Linked DNA regions of Rattus norvegicus: region 2 is linked to region 1. A link is a contact called in public Hi-C data. All regions are on one chromosome and are shown on one strand. The core of a region is the stretch at or near the end of the contact, and the rest is flanking DNA. Distances in the headings are between cores, read along the strand shown. Region 1 has its middle 42 kb from the start of Col14a1. Region 2 holds the start of Col14a1 (collagen type XIV alpha 1 chain).

What was found. A called contact is a pair of places that touch in the nucleus more often than the background predicts.
Region 2: a contact with region 1 is called in a Hi-C map of Schwann cells, with 1.7 times the contacts expected there. The contact joins the promoter of Col14a1 here to the enhancer-like site in region 1.

The regions. Positions count from the first base shown.
Region 1 is chr7:88,566,019-88,573,846 of GRCr8, reverse strand. It overlaps a transcript of Deptor not described here. Among named protein-coding and RNA genes, the nearest start is that of Col14a1, 42 kb to the left of the region's middle. Within about 2 kb of position 2,791, at least 8 of the 93 cell types and tissues checked have an H3K27ac peak or open chromatin away from gene starts, as enhancers often do. A contact at or near this core is called in Schwann cells, where this site is marked.
Region 2 is chr7:88,607,657-88,615,484 of GRCr8, reverse strand. Col14a1 (collagen type XIV alpha 1 chain) reads right to left here and starts at 3,657. Exons shown (of 48, transcript NM_001130548.2): 1 at 3,419-3,657.

The DNA of each region.
Region 1 (7,828 bases), core at 1,542-4,041:
CCCCTTGGCACATCAAGTTGCAGTAGGAGGAGGTGAATCTTCTTCTATTGTGGCTAAACAAGGCAGCTCAGGTTTCAGAAATGGGTCCAGGGCTGGAGAGATGGCTCAGTGGTTAAGAGCACTGACTGCTCTTCCAGAGTTCAAATCCCAGCAATCACATGGTGGCTCACAACCATCTGTAATGAGATCTGATGTCCTCTTCTGGTATGTCTGAAGACAGCTACAGTGTTCTTATATATAATAAATAAACCTTTAAAATAAATGGGGGGGGTCAAAGTCAGGCAACAGAGTCAGAGACAGCCTCTGCTCCTGCTGATAGAGGTCCCATGTGAGGACCAGGTTGTACATCAGCTATATATGTGTGAGGGGCCTAGGCCAATCCTATGCATGCTCTCTGGTTGGTGGTTCAGTCTCTGTGAGCCCCTATGGCCCAGGTTAGTTGATTCTGTAGGTTATCTTGTGTTGTCCTTGACCTCTCTGGCTCATTTCATCTTTCTTCCCCTTCTTCCATGGGATTCCCTGAACTCCACCTAATGTTTGGCTGCGGGTCTCTTCATCTGTTTCCATCAACTGTTGAGTGAAGCCTCTCAGATGACAGTCATGGTAGGCTCCTGTCTGCAAACATAGCAGGATATCATTAATAGTATCAGGGATTAGTTCTTGACAATGGGATGGGTCTCAAGTTGAATTAACCATTGGTTGGCCGTTCCCTCAATTTCTGCTCCACCTTTATCTCTATACATCTTGTAAGCAGGAAAAATTGTGGGTCAAAGGTTTTGTGACTGGGTTGGTGTCTCTATCCCTGCATTGGAAGTCTTGCCTGAATGTAGGAAGTTGCCATTTTAGGTTCCATATCTCCCATTGCTAGGAGTCTCAGCTAGGGTCACCCTCATAGATTCCTGGGGGTTTCCATTGTCCTGCATTTCTAGATCAGATGATCACAGAGATTTACCTCTTATCCCCTTACACACACTGGTTCCAGTTCTCTCTTCCTCTGTTTTCTCCACACTTGTTCTCTCCCTCCTATTCTCTTCCCCACCCCCTCTTCCACGAAGTTCCATTCCTCCATCTATACTGCCTCCAGCCCCGTGTCTATTTTATTTCCCCTTCTCAATGAGATTCAAGCATCCTTCCTTGGGTCCTTGTTATTTAGCTTCTTTGGGTTTGTGGATTGTAGCATATTTATTTATCTTGCTAATACCACTTATATGTGAATACATACCATTTTTGTCTTTCTGTGTCTGGCTAATATCACTCAAGATGATCTTTTCTAGATCCATCCATTTGCCTGCAAATTTCCTGATGCCATTCTTTTTAGTAACTGAATAATATTCCATGTTGTAAATTATCACATTTTCTCTATCCATTCTTTGGTTGAAGGACACCTAGGTTGTTTCTAGTTTCTGGCTATCATGAATAAAGTTGTTATGAACATAGTTGAGCGAGTGTCTTTGTGAGATGATGGAGAATCTTTTGGATGTATGTCCAGGAGTGGTATAGCTGGGTCTTGCAGTAGAACTATTTCTAATTTTCTGAGAAATGGTCAAATTGATTTCCAAAGTGGTTGTACAAGTTTGAGCTCCCACCAGCAATGGAGGAGTGTTCCCTTGCTCCACATCCTCGCCAGCATGAGCTGTCATTTGCACACTCAGTGTTTTCCATAGGAATCGAACTCAGGTCCTCATGCTTGTGTGACAAGAACGTAACCATCTGAGCCTTCTCCTCAGCCCTCACCTGATATTTTTATAGATAGCTTTGTATATGCAATTTCTACTCATACACCATTTGCCAGAAGTGAATCTCGTTCACCTACCTCTGTTGTTGTAAAAATATAAAAATAAAAAAGTATAGTTGTCTTTTACCCCACTAGGTCCGCACCGCGGTGCCCAAGGTATCTGCTAGATATCTTGGCAGAAACACATCCCAACTCTGCGGTGGCCCAGTGTCTCTTGCCGCCACACATTTTCCTACACTCAAACCATCACATAAAAGAACACACAACAATGCTTCCTTTCCCTGGAAAGCATTTTCCACTGGTCTAAACTGCACAGTTTGACTGCATGTCCAGGTCAGGTTGATGCCCAGCATGGGGGTCCCGCCTCTCTCCACAGTCTCACCTCTGCACCGCTTTCTGCTGCCTAGGTGCTGCCCTTTGCCCTAATTCCTGCCTCAATTCCCTTATGAGTTCTCCTCCAGCCTCTGCACAGGCCATCTACAGCGAAGCTTCCTTCCGTTACACATCTGCACTCCTGGCCTCATATTTATGCTTGTCCTGTTACTCCCAGTCACCCAGATGATGGATGCTGAAGAGGCTGCCGGGAGCTGATAAGGAACCATAACAGATTTTGACTGAGAATGGGGAAGGAAAGGCTAAGAAAGGGGTAAAGTCAGTTGGTGGCCAACGACAACAAGAGGCAGAGAGGAGAAGGAAATAGTCTTGCCTTCTAATTTCCAGTCTGCATAAATTTGTTTTCAAAGGAAAAGTGCATAATTGACTGAACTTAATCTGGAGTAGAGACATGTGGATAAATGCCTCACCAAGTTCTCTCCACCATTGTGATAGGGACTCTTGATCCAGCTTTTCCACATGTCTTCTAGTAAAACTTTGAGACTCCAGTGACGCCTGGCCAAGAAATAGCACCATAGTTCTAATTCCCCAGTGGATTTGGGTGTAAACTGGTAATGTGGGCAGTGGATGTCACCTTAGGAGAACTCATGTAGGATTCATGCCACTATGGCATGACTGCATTGACTCAAGGTCAGGGAGTGAGTAGTCCACCATAATGAGCTGGGAATGTTGACACTGTCTCCACAGAAAGCCATGCTTACTTGGAATCTTGTTCTGTTTTTCATTTACTCACTACAAGGGAGCTGGATCAGTAAAACATAGAACCCTTTCCGAGAAAGAAAAGAAGAAATGTCTCACCGAAAGGCACTTATTGAAAGAGAAGCTGTGGGAGTCTGTTTTCATCTTGCAGTAAGATTCCCTGGGGCTGTCAGGGTTAGGAGCAAGAGAAGACTCCGGCAGGCAGATGAGGGACAGTCTCTGTTCATGCAAGCTGTGGCCTCTGCTCTTACAGAACCCTCCCATTGTCTGACCCCAGAAAGCTTGCTGGACAAAGCAATGTGTGCTTTGTTTCTGGACTTACTTGCTTTCATTTTAAGAAGTTTACATCATCCCGAGTCACTCATGGCAGAGCTGATGTGCACAGAGAAATTTCCAGAGAGTGAGAAGAACACTTTAGCACATGGCTGAAGCTGACTGACAATGTATACATTCTGTGACCCTGTCATAAAGTCACAACTGGCGTCAGGGAATCCTCGTAACAGCTGTATTCATTGTATTTAGCTGAGCACATTAGTGTGCCAAGACACTGAGGGTTTCTAAAAATCAAAGACTTCTTTCATAGTCTCTTTTTTCTTTCTTTTTTGTTTCCCTTCTTTTCTTTCTTGAGACAGTGTCTATGTAGCCCTAGAACTTGCCATGAAGACCAGGCTGCCCTTGAATTCACAGTGATCCATCAGCCTCTACCTCCTCAGTGCTATAATTAGAGGCCTGTGCTATCACACCTGCAACTTTTTTTCTTGATACAACTTTGCCATATTCCATAACAGCAGGAATAATAAAGTAAAGGGGTTCAGGAGGCCATCAGCACATTTTATCTAAATGAAAGCCAAGGCATTCTCCTTTGTGACTTCGATTTTATGCACAAAAAGTAAGATCAACTCAAGAACCAAGAATTTATCAGGAATTAAAAGGACAGTGGCCACTCTCCCAGCCAGCCTAAATGAAGTGTCTTCTTGCCAGATGTTGTGGGCGTCCTTTAGCTTTTCTCTTGAAGGGATGAATTCAGTTAAGAGACAGACCATTTAACCAGAAGTTTATTTAACAAGGTAGCTGTTTAATTAGTAAAGACGAGGAGTGCAAGGCAGAGTGTGGTGGCACAAAGCCTTTAGTCCCAGGTCTCTGAAGGTAGAGGCAGGTGGATTTCTGTGAGTTCGAGGCCAGCCTGGTCGACATAGTAAGTTCAGGACAGCCAAGGCCCTGCCTCAAAACCAAACAAAAATCAAAGATAAGCAGAACACTCTTAATTAAGATGGGTTGGAGTGCGCTGTGTCTAGGTGGGGAACAGCCTAGTGTACTTTACATGGTCGATTTTAAGTAGTTGTCAAGAATATTTATGAGGCGAGTGTTGGTGCATCCAGATTCTTTAGGCCCTTAGTAAAAAGAAACTCTGTAGGGAAGCCTGGCCCCTAGCTCTGCAACCCGAAACTAGAGGGAGATCCACTGTTCAGGGTCAAAACAACTAGAATTATAGCCTCACTTTAGTCAGCCCTGTCCTTTCTCTTATCCGGTCAGTTTGGTAACCTTCTTTAGTCACCTTCCTTGTCATTGTCAACCTCTCTCCTATGTTTTAACATGGGCATTAGCTGTTAACAGAACAGTTGTACCTGGTTGGGGCGGGGGGGGGGGGGCAGGGGTGTCACAAAGCAGGTAGAGATGAAGACAGGAGAAGGTTGAGTTGAAGGATCACTGAGAGAAGCATTAGGTTTCTTTGGACCACACATACAAGGTAAAAACAACACTGATGTGCATACACCCTCAGCAAATGTAGCTGCTGCTGCGGCTGCTGCTGCTTTCCATGGAAAAGGCTCTAGCAGCCTAAGGATTTGCCTCTGTTTCTATTCTGGTTCACCAACCAAACGTCTGGTTTAAACAAATCGCTTTGCCCTTTACCTCTGTATTTTTGTTATGAGGTCACTTGATTTTTCTCTGACCACCAAGGTCCCTGTTGCACCACCAGATGTCAGCCTGACCTTGCTGGTGCCTTCAGAAGGCTCTGGGGAAATTAGAGATACACATGCCTGCCTCCAGGAATGACTAAAATGGGGTCTCACAGAGGAGAAGCCAGAAGCAGCATCAGCAAAACCTCCAACGCTGAGGAGTGCTCCAAACTTGGAGAACTTTTTTATAAACACATACTTTTATTGAACAAACCTCTATCATGCGGCCACTGTGAGCTGGGATTTAATGATTTCATTGATTCATTTCCTAAACTGAAGCTCTGTAAGGAAGCTAGCAAAAAATAAACATGTTCTAAAGAGACACTTAGGTCTCTCAATGTGTCAATTAGACTATTAAAACAATGGACCCCCCCTCCCCAAGAAATGGAAAACATTCTAGGAATCTCATGCTGGGAAAAGGAAACATCTCCAGGGTAGCCAGACAGGTGAACCTGTCTCCCCCAAAGATTTCCCACAATTCTAATAGCTTGTCAGAGCACCTTACAGGCTGACACTGAAGCCCAGACAATGCTGGGTAGGCAGGGCCATGCCTCAACTGTGACTGGTTAGTGTGCCTAGCATTGGCTCTCTAATTCTAATCTCATCTCCTGAGGGAGAGCTGCACTGGATCTCTCTGCTTTCTCTTTGCTTGAAGAAATCTTTCTTTTCTGCTTCTACTATTAACTCCACTATTTCCGTTGGCTAATTGAGGAAGGTGACTGAGCAAGCTGTGACTTCTAAGTTCAAGGTTGCCCTGTGGGGGAAGGGGAGTTTCTTTCCTTTTTTTTTTTTTTTTTTTTTTTTGGTTTCCCACCCAGGACAAAGGACTGAGGTGTATATTTTACATATCAAAGCAGACCTGGCCTCCCAGTTTTCCCAGCATCCCTCAGTCCCTATCTGGCATACCCTGCCCCCAAACTCGAACTTTTCAGCCCAGGTGCTGGGCTGCCCTTTTCCTAGAAAATCCGGACATTTTTTTGCTCTCTCCCCCTCCCCCTCTCCCTCCCCTCTCCCCCTCCCCTCCCCCTCCCCCTCTCCCTCTCACTCCCTCTTTTGCTCTCACTCCCTCTTTTGCTCTCACTCTCTCTTGCTCTCACTCTCTCTGTATCTTCTCTTTCTCTTTCCCCTCTCCTCTTCCCTACTCATGGCAACTTCCCTGGCCTCCTCCTTCGGGGGCAGTGAACCTACCTGCCCGAGATCAGCTTCCTAGTAAACCTGCATTTAATATCACCTAATCTGGCTTGAATTGGCTCTTTTCACTGCCGGGGTAATAATTTATCACCACCCATAATGATAAGCACTTAATAGCATCGCTGCCACAAAGTATCCAGGTAGCAAGAGGATCAGGTTTTCTGTAGGATCAGGTGAAATGTATCCATGGAAAGTAAGAAAGTTAGCTGCTCCCAGAACAGTAACTACAAAGCAAACTGACCAACGTTACTATACTTCTTGTTTTGAGGATTCCACTCTATGAAGCATAGAACAAGACTATAAGAGGATTCCCCCGATTAGAAGAACAGACCCCAGCAACTCACTTCACAGGAGAGGACATTGGTGGCGTGGTCCCTAACTGCAAAGGCACAGAACGCAGGAGTGTTGGGATGGAACTAAATAGTGGCATCCTGTCTAGCATGGGTGAAACCCTATGTTCAATCAGCAGGAGGGCATGATAGTTGAGGAGGAGGAGCCTGGAGCAGAAACAGGAGCACTAAATCAGCAGCTTTGACAAGTAGGTGAGTAGTGAAACATCTCTATAACCCCAACAGACAGGATGCTGAGGCAGGAGAGATTTGAGTTTATAAACAGTGCAGGATACACAGTAAGACCCTGTCTCTAAAACCTAAGTTAAAACGTGGCTTGTTCTCCACAAACAAGCCTTATTCTAGATTTTTCTTCCCCATTAAGTGCATGTCATGACCTTGTGCTCTTGGCCCTTGCCCATAAACTGAGAATTTTATGAGTACCTATCATGGAATTCTTATAAATCTTCCATAGAGGACATTTAGCAAAGCAGCTGGCATATATTTAGAGTGTGATAAATAGTATATATTATTTTATGTGCACGTGTGTGCTTGAGGCCTTGTGCAAACTGAACAAGTTTTCTACCACTGAAGTATATCCACTGCCCCAATATTTCCTATTACTGCTCAGTCCTTCTCTTTCTTTTCTCTTTATTGACAGAGTCTGGCTATGTATCCCAGACTGCTCTCAAATTCCTGATCCTCCTACCTCAGCTTCCTGATAGCTAGGTGGATATCACTACGCTTGGTGTCTATAGGCTGATAGGTTATTTCTCCATGGGTGAAATGAGCCAATTCAAACCAGATTAAATTATAAAGATTTATTTATTTATTACATATAAGTACACTGTAGCTGTCTTCATGCACACCAGAAGAGGGCATCAGGTCCCATTACAGATGGTTGTGAGCCACCATGTGGATGCTGGGATTTGAACTCAGGACCTCTGGAAGAGCAATCAGTGCGCTAAAGCACTGAGCCATCTCTCCAGCCCCTTGATTAAATTATATATAGGCAGGTTTATTGAAAATCTGCTCTACGGACCAAAGACCAAGGCCAGGGAAGCTACCATGGGAAAGAGAAGTGGGGAGGAGTAAGAGAAAGAAAGGGCACAAGAGAGGCAGGAAAGAGGAAGAGGGAAGGAGGGAGAGGGAGAGGGAAAGGGATGGGGGAGGGGAGGAGGAGAGAGAGGGAGGGGGAGAGAGAGGGAGAGAGAGAGAGAGAGAGAGAGAGAGAGAGAGAGAGAGAGAGAGAGAACGAACAACATGTCTGGATTATAGAGGGAAGAACCTCTATGGGAAGGGCAGGGATGGAAAGCTGGGGGCTGGGTAGGCCTGGTAGAGGGACTGAGGGAGGATGCTGGGAGAACCTGGGGGCCAGGTCTGCTTTAATGTGTAAAATACACACCTAGGTCTCTTGTCCTAGGGTGAGGGTGGCGGTCAGAAACCAAACCTTGGCTGTTTCTAAGGATGTTTCTCAGTTCTCAAAATGACTACCCGAACCAGCAAATAGAGAAGTTGTCTTA
Region 2 (7,828 bases), core at 2,408-4,907, 41 kb before region 1:
AAATCTGAGTAATACAGCTTCTAACAAACACACATAACACACACACACACACACACACACACACACACACACCACAGTGGGAGAGGGGAGGGAGGGAGACAGAGAGAGAGAGAGAGAGAGAGAGAGAGAGAGAGAGAGAGAGAGAGAGAGAGAGATATCTCCAGGAGAACAGGAAGCAGTCTACACTCAAAGCTTAGTGTACAGAAGAGTCACCGGACCCTTGCCACTCTTCATATGCTTATAAGGGCTAAAGGAGAATGCATACATCCTTGACATCTTGACATCCATCACTATCAGGAACATATTTTCTGAGACAAAAGTCATCGTTGGTTGCTTCCCTTTAAAGCTTCCTGTCTCCTCCATTGCCAGTCCCTCCCAGCAATCATCTAGTGTCTCCTGCACCAGTGCCACCATCCCAGATAAAGTGTTAGCTCAGCTGTGCTCAAACAGCACAGCCCCAGCATGCAGCGATTCAAGGAGACTTAGAGAAATTGTCAGTTATACTGTGAGGGCCAGGAAAATGGCGGTCATTTGGCTGAGTTTGGTGGAGAGTGACTGCAAAGCTGAGCTCACATCTCTGTGGAGGATGTTGGCTACTGCCAGGCCAAAAGAAAAGGAAAAGGAAAAGGATCCTTGTGTTCTAGTGGGGGACAGTAGGACATAAGATCTAAAGGGAATGTGCCCTGTGGGGTCTTCCTAGCAGGTTAGGGGCTTCCCGGACTTCCTCTTCAGTCTCTCTAGTTTGCTCAGTCTATCCTGCAGGCCAGCCCTGGAAGGTTCTGAAAAGCATGGAAGGCTAGAGACTTCTCTGAAATCTTCAGCTGCACTGTGAGCATGCCAGGACCAGGGCCAAAAAGCTCCTCCCATCCATCCCGAACTCTGGGAGCCATCCAAAACTACTCCAGGAACACTGACAGGTTCCAAGGAATCCTGCCCAGAGAATTAATTATTAAGAGGCCTCACTAGGGTGGCTCCTGTCCTGTCGAACGGACCTGTTGGAGCTCAGGGCTGCAATGGAGGTTCAGGATTATCCTCGTTCGGGGATCCTCAGGCAGAAGGAGGAGGTGCCCAGTACTTATATAAAGATTCCCTACGTACCATGGGTAAAAGCTAAAAGTACCTTAGTAGATGAAAAAAATCAATCACAAAGGGTTTATGCAGTATAATTCCATTTATATGAAATCCACCAAGACTCCCAGAAAAAAATGGGGAGCTACTATCCAGAGGTGTAGGTTTTCCTTTTGGAAATACTAAAAATGTTCAATTTCTTTTCAGAATTTTTAAAAACTATGTTTATTTGGTATGGTGTGATGCGGGGTGTGTGTGTGTGTGTGTGTGTGTGTGTGTGTGTGTGTGTGTGTGTGTACGCACGCACAGATGTTCATGGAGACTAGAAGAGGCTGTCAGCTCCCCTGGAGCTGGAATCACAGGTGTTTATGAGCTGCCAGATGTCCCTGCTTCAAGCCAAACTCAGACCCTCTTTAGAAGAGCAGTGGGTGCTCTTAACCACTAAGCCATGTCTCCAGGGACCTAAAATAATTCTGAATTTGAGATGTGGACTGCACATTTTAAATATACTAAAAGCCCTTGAATTATACACTCTAAATGTGTGGATTGTATCCTGTGTGAAATGATTATCGAGTAAACTGTTTATAACACAGAACCAGGCGTGGTGGTCTATGCCTGTGATACTAGCACTTAGGGAACTGAGGAATGATGATCCTAGAATTCCTTGCCACCTGGGGCTACGTGATGAATTCTAGACCAGTTACAACCTGTCACAGCAAAATAAATAACAAAACAAACAAACAAAAACCCACCAAAGAAGCTAATTGGAAAATCTGGCATTGGGTCCAGGTTCCACACCCCCCACCCCGTGTTATTCTCTCAGCTTCAAAGCTAAACTTCATCTGTCCATCCATTCACCCATCCACCCACCCCCATCTCTAGTGTAACAGTGAGGTTACCCAAGCTCCCCAGGGCAGCCACCCTGAGCCTGCTTGCTACTTCACCCTGTAAAGAAGATCCCTTTGGCCATTGGTAGAAGCTGAGGCCAGGACCTCCAGAAACTGAGGATTGAGAAATCTCATTTTCCTTTCTCCTAACTATGGTGTCACAGAGGGCTTACTCTGATTTCTCTTCCTACTGTTCCTACTCCACTTCAACAGTAGCTACCAGCAGAGAACTCTCCAAGGCTTCCAGCAGAGTCAAAGCCAGGCAGTGGCGCACACGCCTGTAATCCTGCACTTGGGAGGTAGAGACAGGATTTGGAATGTGAGCTCAAGGTCTTCCTCCACTGTGAGGAGAACTTTTAGAGCAGCCTGAGCTACGCGTATAACCCTGCCCAAATAAATAGATCTTTCTTTCTTGGAACTCCAAGCAGGTCTAGAAGCCATTTTCTGGCAGTGGGGAGGTGGGGGAGGGGGTATGGGGGGGCATTCATACCACTGTAAGGACTGCACGAAAGCATCTTCAGAGGTGCTCTTCAGGGCAAGTTGAAAGCTCTCCTGGACCTAGGCTAAGCAAATCTGAGTTCTCCAGCACAAGACTAGCTACCCACTGAGCATCCAAGAACTTAGCACCAAGTTTACTTAATAACTTCAAACCTTGACCGGTAACTAAGGCTATTCGAAAAAATCATGGACTGGACTCCTCTTGACAGAGGAGCCTAACCAACCCTTCCTCCTGCCTGTGCACACTATCTGATAAAGCCCAACTTCTGCAGATGCCTCGGATGACCAGAAGCTGAATGCAAGAAGACTTAAAGAGGAGTTCGCAAAAACTAAAGGGAAAAAATTAAGTGAAGAAGTTTCCTGCAATAGCTGCAACACTAGGAGCTTGTTATCATTCTACTGTCTATGAGTTCTCCCTGGCTGCCCCCCTTTCCGTGTAGTCTGATCCACAGCTGCCCCCATATGCAGCAATAGTACAATGAATGCTTGGGTGAGTTGTCTCCAAGGACTTAGTCTCCCAATCCACTGCCAAATAGAATCTAAACCACGTTGCGCTCTGTGCGTACATGGTGCTTTCCAAACACCTCTCCAACCCTTTACCAATTGAACTTGCTGGAACCACGACTACAGAGCTGCCAAATGCAGCTAATTCCTGCTGGGCGCCCAAAGCATACAGACATCATGGAACGGAGAGGTCCCAGAGAGATCGGAGGGCTCCTTCGCTGTCCGCACACCAGTTGGTCACTTGGCGCCTGCAATCTCTCTGCCCTGTGGTCCCCTGTGCTCCCCAGACAAGCATCTATCTCCGAGTTCACCCCTGAGGTCCCCGGCCATCCCGCAGACACATGTGCAGTGGATGGTCCGGGGAATCGCATCTGTATGCAGGTGGCTCTCTCTGAGGTTCTTTCTCTACTTAGAGACTATGCAAAGCGGAGCTGGAAAACAGTAGGGAAAGACGAACTGACCTGTGCAGGGCAACGTTCCAGCCCAGGTTGGGGACCTCTTGGCGCCTAGGGAAGATTATCCGCCGGTTGGTTCTTAGCGGACCACTGCTCTGGCTCGCTCCCTTCAGAGTACCCTCTCTTAATTAGCTTCTCTTTCCTGTGGTTCACTCTGTCCTCTCCTTGTCCCTCTCCCGCCGCCCCCTGCCCTACAGAGCTTCCTTCCCCTCGCCTCTCACCCAGCATCAGATAAGAGGAAAGAAAACGCAGCGCGAGCCAATTATAAAGCCAAAGGTGGCGGTGGGGGCGGGAAGTGGGGAGTCAGACCCCCACTTTCCCTCCTCCTCCTCTCCAGCATCCCCGCCCAGCTCCGGTTGCAGAGGAGCCCGCCCCACGCCTCCCAAGTTCAGCCCAAGGACTGGCAGCGGACCCAGGTGCGCGTGGCAGCCGGGAGCAGAACGCAGTAGACAAGTCCCCAAGTCCCCGGATCCCCGCACTAAATAGCGCCCTCTCCCCCCAGATCACTTTGGGAGATCTCCAGCACTGGCGGTTTCGTCCCAGGCTCCATCCCCAAAGATGAGCTTTGCCTTCCCACAGTGGGTCCCCTCTCCCTAGCTCTTCAAGTCCTAGGGACCAGCACAGTAAAGTCGCCACAGCTAGACTTTTATATCAAAGGGAATCAACTGGAAGAATATTAAATTGGAGGGTTTTCTTGGTCGTAGAAACAAACTATGGACAGTTTTATGCGGTTAGACCTGTAGATTTCCTTTCCCCATGATCAGAGATTGACCCATCCGCAGTAAAACTCTTGGGTCCCTGGTCCCTGCAGGCCACGCCCTTTGAGAAGTCCCGCTCTGGGACAAGAGATGCACAAAGCCCTTGGTGGCTGGGAACTGGGCCTGCGTTCTTGCCCTCTGGGCTCTTTTTAAATGGCCATCTTCCCATTTTGTATCAAGTTAGCAATAACCCAGGCATCCAGTGTCACACTAGAAGTTGTTATTGGCTCAAATGGAGAGCAAGAGTTGCATACACAACGACCATTTAGCAAGACCCTACTTTGTGAGAAAAGAGCAAAATGAGTGGTTTCATCACTTCCAAGAGCAGGCGGTAAGAGGCACTTTTATATGTTCCCGAATCTGCCTCCAAATGCCCTTTTGAGAGCACAGGAGGGATGCTTGACACCTTTCAAGGTGTTTCCCCAGACCTTCTAACTGGCTTCCTTCAAATTTATGTACTCTTGGCCTCTCGCCCAGGATCTGAACTTCACCTTGGAGTAAAAAGTACAGCTATAGCCTCCTCCTCCCTGTGAACCCGGGTCGGGATCAGCCTTGGCTTCAACAACGCCGCAGGGAGAGAGGGCTGCTGCGTGAAGATCCTTCTGTGTTTTCCTTAATAAGCGCTATTCGCCCCTGTAGATCAACGCAGAAGCAAAGAGCCGACAGGCGGGACTGCCGGGGTGAGGGCGCCACCTGCCGTCTACGTCGGGTTGGGAAACTGAAAACAGACCTTTCTGACAAGTAGGAGCCTGAATTCAAGAAGTGAGTATTTGTTCCTTGGGAAGGATTATATATATATATATGTATATATATATATATATGTATGTATGTATGTATGTATGTATGTATGTATATGTACATATACATATGTATATATATGTATATATATACATACACATACATATACATATACATATGTATGTATGTATATATACACATATATATGTGTATGTATGTATATATTTATCCTTCCCAAGTATGTATGTATGTGTATATATATATATATATATATATATATATATATACTGGAAAACAGTAGGGAAAGACGAACTCACATACACATATTATATATATATATATATATATATATATATATATATATATATATATATGTGTGTATCCCAAATGTCTATTATTATCCCCTTTTAATAATGTATCAGAGTGTGATTGACCACTGTAAACATCTTTCTAAATCCCTTGGGGGAGGTAGTTAGGAGTTAGCATAGGGTTCTAGGTAAGATATGGGAGAGGTAGTGCATAATTTAATTATGAAACACATTTAATTATGAAGACTCTCTGATAATCATAAAATAAGAAATTCATGTATAAACAGGTTTTTTATTGGACGTTTAGAGGGGGCTGACAGGAGGATTCCTGGGGCTCACTGGCCAGACACTCTAGCCTTATTATTGAACTCCAAGTCTCAAAAACTAAAATGGAGAATTAACCCAACGTTAACCTCTGACCTACACAGGAATGTGCGCGTGCTTGCTAACACACACACACACACACACACACACACACACACACACACACACACCACGCACACACACTTTCATGGTTTTTATTATGAAATGTCATATTTTTTATTGTAAGTAGCCTTTCCTTCATGTCTTTAACTTTTGGATTCTGTTTGTTCCTTTGGGGTTTTGTTGGTTTTGACTTTTTGAGATAAAATATTAATCAGCAGCCCATTCTGGCAACGAACCTGCTACAATTGTTCATCATGCAAGGACTGGAATTACAGAATAGTACCAATAGGGTAGGCTTTAACAGACTTTAACATTTGAATGATTGCATATTCCTTCCCATTGAGATCATTAACTTGAGATTAACTTCAAGTTAATGCTGAAACATAAGGGCTGTTTTCAATCAGCGTTGTGGTTGTGAGTGGATTTCCAGCTCTTCCAAATGTGTTCATTCAGTGTTCCTTCAGTGTGCACCTTTTTGGTCTGGTTTGGTTTGGTTTTCAAGACAGGGTTTCTCTGTACAACTCTGGCTGTCCTGAAACTCACTCTGTAGACCAGGCTGGCCTTGAACTCAGAGATCCTCCTGCTTCTATTTCCTTACTGCTGGGACTAAAGGTGTGTGCTACCACCACCCCAGCAAAAGTTTAGATCAAGACCATGTTTCTACATGCTTGCTTTCTGTGTGTTAGTTAGTTTGTTTGTTTGTTTGGCTGGCTGACTGGCTGGCTGGTTTTCTGAGATGGCGTTTCTCTGTCTCTGTGGAGTCCTTCAGAAGGTGCACATCTCTAAGATCAGCAGTCAGAGTCTAATGAAATATTTGAGTTGAATCATGGAAACAGTGCAAGAAGGCTCCACTTAAAGTCTTCTTTTTCAGTCTAGAAAACACTGTATAGTTCTAGGACCTTTTCAAAGATATGTAGCATTCCAACTTCCTAATATAGTTGGGAACTTTGGAAACATGTCTGTTCCTATCCTGACTGTAAGTTCTCTCCTATTTTTTTCTTAGAACTACACACACATACTCTCTCTCTCTCTCTCTCTCTCTCTCTCTCTCTCTCTCTCTCTCTCACACACACACACACACACACACACACACACACACACACACAAACACTGGGCATGGGGGGAGCTCCCCTGAAGCTATGCACCTTGCATGAAACTTTGTTTTTAAACCTGAATTTAAAAGCCTTGTCCTTTGCTTTAGCAAATTTCTTTTGCTTCTGAACTGGCTATTCCTGTATTTTTAAAAAAGGATTCATTTTTATCCATTTATTATATATCATATATATATGTGTGTGTATATGTGTGTATGTGTGTAGTGTGTTAGTGTCATGTGAGTTGTGGATCTAACCCATAATAAATAGAAGTTATATTCACACGCTGGGATTGTCATTTCCTTTTTTGAAAAGATACATTTAATTTTATTCTTCTATGCGTTGGTCTTTTGCCTGCAAGTATGGCTTTGTCCATGGAGCCCAAATGAAAAAAGAAAAAAAAAAGGAAAGAAAGAAATTGGAGCTATAGACCACTGCAGCTAGACAATACTCTGTCATTCAGAGTTCCTTTCTTTCTCCTAGCCAAAGGTTGATAGAAATTCCAGATAAGACCAACTAGTAATTGCTGCCTCAAATGTGAGTATTATATGAAGGGCTACAAAAATGAAAAAAAATGCTGATATTTTAAATTAATTAATTTTTGGTTAGTATACAAAGAAGCATGACATCTTCATGAGTATTCATCATTCAGTGTACTTTGTTTTCACACATACACACACGCACACACGCACGCATGCATGTGCACACACACACACACAGCCATCCCCTGTCCAATCCCATCCCTTTGGTGGTTCACTTTCTCCCCTCAAATAGCTCCTACATCTGTGTTCACTAACCACCTCCATCTTCCATTACTCTCTTGTGTTTCCTGCTCTCTTCCAACTTTGTCTTCTCTCTCACAGCGCCTTTGTTTACTTTCACGCCCTACACAAGTATGTGTGCGTGCACGCATGTGAACCTACATTCTTTATATGTGAGAAAACATAGCCCAGTTTCTTCTGAGTTGGGCTTGTTTCACTTAACCTTGTGAATTCCAGATCTGTCTGTTTTCCTGGGAATTATTTCATTTCCCTTTACAGTAAATAAAATTCCATTATGTACGTGTAGTATATTTTCTTTATCCATTCGTCTGTT